Regions from separate parts of the Macaca mulatta genome. Here region 2 is linked to region 1. A link is a contact called in public Hi-C data. All regions are on one chromosome and are shown on one strand. Each heading gives the region's core, a stretch centred on a gene start, on an enhancer-like site or on the middle of the called end of the contact. The rest is flanking DNA. Distances are from core to core; before and after follow the strand shown. Region 1 holds the start of ZBTB11 (zinc finger and BTB domain containing 11). Region 2 holds the start of TRMT10C (tRNA methyltransferase 10C, mitochondrial RNase P subunit).

The links. A called contact is a pair of places that touch in the nucleus more often than the background predicts.
Region 2: a Hi-C map of CD4 T cells shows a contact between it and region 1, with 4 times the contacts expected there. The contact joins the promoter of TRMT10C here to the promoter of ZBTB11 in region 1. A contact is called at or near these places in 5 of 14 Hi-C or Micro-C datasets (CD4 T cells, blood, cortical neurons and 2 more).

The regions. Positions count from the first base shown.
Region 1 is chr2:181,917,737-181,920,585 of T2T-MMU8v2.0, reverse strand. It overlaps ZBTB11 (zinc finger and BTB domain containing 11), which reads right to left and starts at 1,472. Exons shown (of 11, transcript XM_002808309.4): 1 at 945-1,472. The coding sequence starts at 1,254.
Region 2 is chr2:182,019,287-182,021,997 of T2T-MMU8v2.0, reverse strand. TRMT10C (tRNA methyltransferase 10C, mitochondrial RNase P subunit) reads left to right here and starts at 1,292. Exons shown (of 2, transcript XM_015129663.3): 1 at 1,292-1,427. It also overlaps the pseudogene LOC106996647.

The DNA of each region.
Region 1 (2,849 bases), core at 223-2,722:
TCTATTTTTTGACAATCAAAAAGTCACAGTAATCATATCTTTTCTGCGTATATACAATGCTACACAGTTCCCAAACGCGTTTTTCACATTAGGGGAAAGATTATTAAAACATCCAGAGTTACGAATATCAAGCTGGGCGCCGTGGCTCATGCCTGAAATCCCAACACTTTGGGAGGCTGACGCGGGAGGATCGTTTGAGGCCAGATGGAGACCAACCTGGGGAACGTGGCGAGACCCGTGTCCACTCAACCAACCAACCTCCCCTCACCGCAAAACCAACCAACCAACCAACCAAAAAAAGAGTATCTGATATCTTTTACATTTAATTCTTGTTCTTAAAAAAACGCTCAAGGCGATTTCCCAATCACTGCTTATCACTTCTGCAAATAATTGTGTTATCCCTTATTTACGCGGCAGCGACGAAATTTGAGGAACACTACCGAATGTGTCCAGAGCAGCTCACACTTGCTCGCCAAAACCCAAGCGTAGCACTAAAGAAACGGGAGACCCGGCTTCGGGTGACTAGTTCCTCCCTCCAAACGTCAGCACAGAGTTGAAAACGTGCACCCCGCAGCCTTCACTGCCGCGGGCCAAACGCCACCTCCGGAGGGCCGGGGCCTCAGCCTCCACGGGCCGCCCAAGGAGGCGGACCTGGCGCAGCCCAGGCGTCCGGCCCCTCCCCGCGGCAGGCCCGGCCTCCGGGGAAGCCCCCTTGGTCCCACCCTGGGCCAGGACCCGCCCCCAGCTTCGCCGGCCTCCTTCCTGTGGGAAGTGCGGCTCCTTTCGCGTCCCCCACCCTCTCGGCTCCGCCTGGCAGCAGCAGCTCCGACGCCCAGAGGCGTCCGAGACCCTCCGACTCGTGGGTGCGCAAACAGGCCTCGCCAGCGAGCCTTGCCCAGGCAACGAGTCGCCAGCCCGACCCCTTACCGCGGGCCAGGTCTCACCTCGCCACCAGTACGTCTTGGACAGGTAGTGCCAGGTCTGATGCCGGGTGTGGTGAGTGCCGCCGGGACCCAGGTGCGCCGCCTCGATGAGGTCCCGGCGTCGCTCCGGCTGCAGCACCACCTCCAGCTCCGCGAAGGTCTTGCGGTGTCGCTGCCGCCGCTGGTAATACAGAGTCCCGCCGCGCACCACGTAGCAGGCGGCAGCTTTTCGGATTTTACGCTTGACATTGCCTTCGGTGCCCGGCGCGTATGGCTCGCGCTCGTTCGTCAGGTAACGCAGGATGGCCCGGTAGCTCTCCTCGCTTGACATCGCGGACCGCGGCTCCCTGAGGGCGCCTGTCAGGGACAGGTGAGAAAAACGGCCCACTACCTACGGGCGGCTGCAGCAGGAGCGGCGGCACCGCAGGGAGAAACGGCTGCGCCTTTGGCGAGCACTCTTCGACGGCTCCCTTAGTCCGAAGGAAAAGGGGACGAGTTGGTAACCAGGGGGAACTGCACTTCCCCAGCGCGCGGGATCCGCTGGCGACTGACAAAATGGCTGCTGCACCACCGGAAGTGACGCAAGCCAAGGGCGGGGACTGAGCCCTGATTGGAGCGCACTCTCGTTTTCTGGCTTGATGGAGCCGATCCAGTGACGTCAGGACTGCGGGTGGACATTTTGGAAGCGGGTAGGCCTTTCATTGCAACTCGAAAGGTCTTCAAAGCAGACATCTTAAGTCCTGGCAGTTTCTCTCTTCATTTTTCCCCTTTCCACGCTTTTTAAGGAGCCACGTGAAGGGGGAGCTGGTGGACAGTTGTGAGTTCATGGGAGACATCCGTAAGGGGTAAAGGAGTCCGTTTTTACGTTTACCTTGAGACTCCAGATATCATAAAAGCATATTTTCAGGCTTTTGGAAAAATATTAGTCTCTGGACAGGGGACCACAGACAGCCCATTCACATGGAAATTTAGATTTCAGTTAACAGTTGTAACATTTTCAGTGCACCTGCTAGCTCCAGACTACTCAAGGAAGAGTCGAGATTTTTCTGGAATGATCAGCATATGTAGTCAATCTTATTGCGAGTGGAAAAGGGGGTCAGTAACACTATTATAAAGCTTTATTTACATATATTTTTACACAAACGTAGGGGAAAAGGTTCTCCATTTTGCACCAAATATATATAAGGGCACAAGAAGGGGAGCAGACTTGAACTGTGTCTCCCAGCGCGTGCTGAGGATGCTAATTCAGATATTTAGCTGGTATTCCCGGAGCAGCGACCCCGGTCACCCTTCTCTGGAAGGAATCTGCAGCGCTCACAGGAGCCCAGGGCTGACATCCCTCCTCGGGGACTGGGGTTGGACACTGTCGCCTCTTTGTTAAAGCCAGAACATTTTAGGCCGAGGGCTCCAGCTGCAGAAACGGCCAGTACAGTTCTCCACCAGGGGATCTGTAGTCTCTGGGTGACGCCCTTTGACCCTTGTAGAAGTAGCTGACGGGCAGACAGGTGAATACAGTAGGCTCGAAAACAGAATGATACACCCAACCTCTGGTGTTAGGGGCGTGTTTCTGTGTGTGTGTGTACACGCAGCAGTTCCCAGATGGCCCGGACATCCTTGAAAAAGATTCCAGGTGCAGGGACATGAGCCATCAAGTCCCGAAAGAAAAACTACAGGCCTGGGACCTACTTAATTGCTGAGTTTGCCACTATAGCTCAAAGGAGGAATTTAAACATGGAGATGCACCTCTTCCCCCATGGGGTGGGGCAGTGAGAGCGGAAGACCAAATGCACCTTCTGTGCAGCTGGTCTACGTGTTGGGCCAGCCCCAGTCTCCTGTCATATTGACTGTCTTCAAATATTTTGGTCGGGCGTGGTGACTCACGCCTGTAATCCCAGCACTTTGGGAGGCCGAGGCGGGCAGATCACG
Region 2 (2,711 bases), core at 43-2,542, 100 kb before region 1:
ATCTCTTGACGTCGTGATCTGCCTGTCTCGGCCTCCCAAAGTGCTGGGATTACAGACATGAGCCACCGCGCCCGGCCCAAAAGTATTTCAATTTTATGAAGCCCAATTTGTATATTTTTTCTTATGTTGCCTATGATTTTGGTGTCATACTTATGAAATCTACCAAATCCAATGTCATGAAGATTTTCCTCTATGTTTAATTCTGTTTTATAGTTTTCACTACACTATTTTATTTAAGTATTTGACTCATTTTGAGTTAGTTTTTATATATGGTGTTAGGTAAGGGTCCAACTTCACTCTTCTCATGTGTATATGCAGTTTTCCCAGCACAAACTGTCGAAAAGATTGACCTTTCCCCAGTAAATGGTCTTGTACCATATGTTTTTAAGATGACAGCTAAACTAAAATAATTGAAAACATAAAAACACTGTGCTAGCTAAACAAAATATGTGGAGGCTGGATTTTGACCCAAAGGCCACCAATTTATTTACAACAGTGTTTTAACTTCATTTCACATTAAATTTTCCAAATGAACTAGGAGGAGAGAGAAACTTACTGTGGCTTACCATGTTCCAAGCATAGTGACAGGTACTGGTGATAAACTGGTCAAAAAGATTAAGAGTTTAAAGTCCTAGCGTCAGGGAGTTTGAAGCTGAGTAAGAAGATCTGTGGAAAAAAACACACTTTATTTTAGTACTTGGTCAGCAAATGTTTATAAATACGGAGCCCAAGAGGAGAGTCAGTTGAGAACAGGATTAGGAACAGTTTTTGTTTGGCTTTTTGAGACGGAGTCTCACTCTGTTGCCCAGCCTGGAGTGCAGTGGCGTGATCTCGGCTCACCGCAACCTCCGCCTCCCGGGTTCAAGTGATTCTCCTGCCTCAGCCTCCTGAGTAGCTGGGACTACAGGCGCGCGACACTACACCTGGCTAATTTTTGTGTTTTTGGTAGAGACGGGATTTCACTATGTTGGCCAGGCTGGTCTCGAACTCCTGACCTCAAGTGATCCGCCCGCCTCAGCCTCCCAAACCGCTAGAATTACAGGCGTGAGCCACCTGGCCGGCCCAGAGACAGTTTTTAGGATAAATGGAGGAAAACACAACACAACACAACATAGGTACAAATCCATGACAACTAAGAGCGTAGTCTGCAAGTACCCAACTGCCTACAGACACCTGTCTAGTCTACGGCGCTTCTTTCAGCCGGGAAAGCGTTCTTTGCGTGCTGTGACATAAAAAAGCAGCGCCGGAAGGGAGAGGGCGGAACTTCCGCCTGAGCCCCAGCAACCGCTTTGGTCTATCGTGTGGAATGTTGGGTGAGCTGCGTGCTGGCTTCGGCGCGGGTCACTGGGCGTCCATACGGCGGAGTCCTTCGTCCTCTAGGGTCCCTGCACTTTGCGTCAGCTAGAACCACTATCTTTGCACTCCTGGTAAGCGAGTTTCTTCTTTCTCCTAATGTGTGTGTTGGGGGTGGGAGGACGCCGGAGACGTTCCGGGACGCACTTAGTGGAGCATATGCGCTCGGAAGGTCCAGAGGTAAGAGGAAGCCCAGTGAATAATAAACTGTAACTAGTACAGTACCTTAAACAAAATCAGTGGTTCCTGAAACGATGTCCTTGATTGCTTTTTGCAAGTGGGGTTTTCATTTCTGTGGTATTCTAAGTCTTTACCAGTTACAAGAATAAAACTTTTAAAACTCTTTCTGAAATCAATGTTTATTAGACTGGTGCCTGGGGACTCCAGCTTAAATATTTCGGGGATTTTAAAGTAAATTGTTTTCTCTTTAAAGGGAGGCTGAGCAGGGCGCGGTGGCTCACGCCTGTAATCCCAGCACATTGGGAGGCCGAGGCGGGCGGATCACGAGGTCAGGAGATCCGAGACCATCCTGGCTAACACAGTGAAACCCCGTCTCTACTAAAAATACAAAAGAATTAGCCGGGCGTGGTGGGCGCCTGTAGTGCCAGCTACTCGGGAAGCTGAGGCAGGAGAATGGCGTGAGCCCGGGAGGCGGAGCTGGCAGTGACCCAAGATGGCGCCACTGCACTCCGATACCCCTCAAAAAAATAATAAAGGGAGGCTGAACTTTTTTTCTTTTTTTTAATGTAAGAAGCATCGAGCAAGGATATTAGGAAAATATTTGCGTGATTACTGTGAGCCAATATTTATTGACAATATTTATTGTCAAGCATTGGATTCAATGTTAACATTATAGACAAAGTCCTTGTCCTCATGGACACTAGTTAGTCCTTACCATCTAGAGAGGCAAATAGATAACCAGCCAATTACAGTACAGTGTTAGAAGTACTGTCATAGGGACAAGAGTGCTGTGAAAACTAATGGTGGAATACTAAAGTGTGAGGTGAAGAGTAGCTAGAGATGCTGATGCTGCTGACCTGGCCGCAATAGGCTTAGAAATATATGTTGGGAACAATACCAATGGATAGCAATATCCCTTGAAACAACACTGAAGGAGGACCAGATTGTGAAGCAAAGGTAGAGGGGTTATTTCGATTTGTTGCATTTGAGGTGTTTTTTGTTTGTTTGTTTGAGACAGTCTTACTCTGTCGCCCAGACCGGAGTGCAGTGGTACAATCTCGGCTCACTGCAACTTCCGCCCCCCCCCACCCCCCCACCTTTTCAAGCAATTCTTCTACTTCAGCCTCACGAGTGGCTGGGATTACAGGTGCGCACCACCACACCTGGCTAATTTTTGT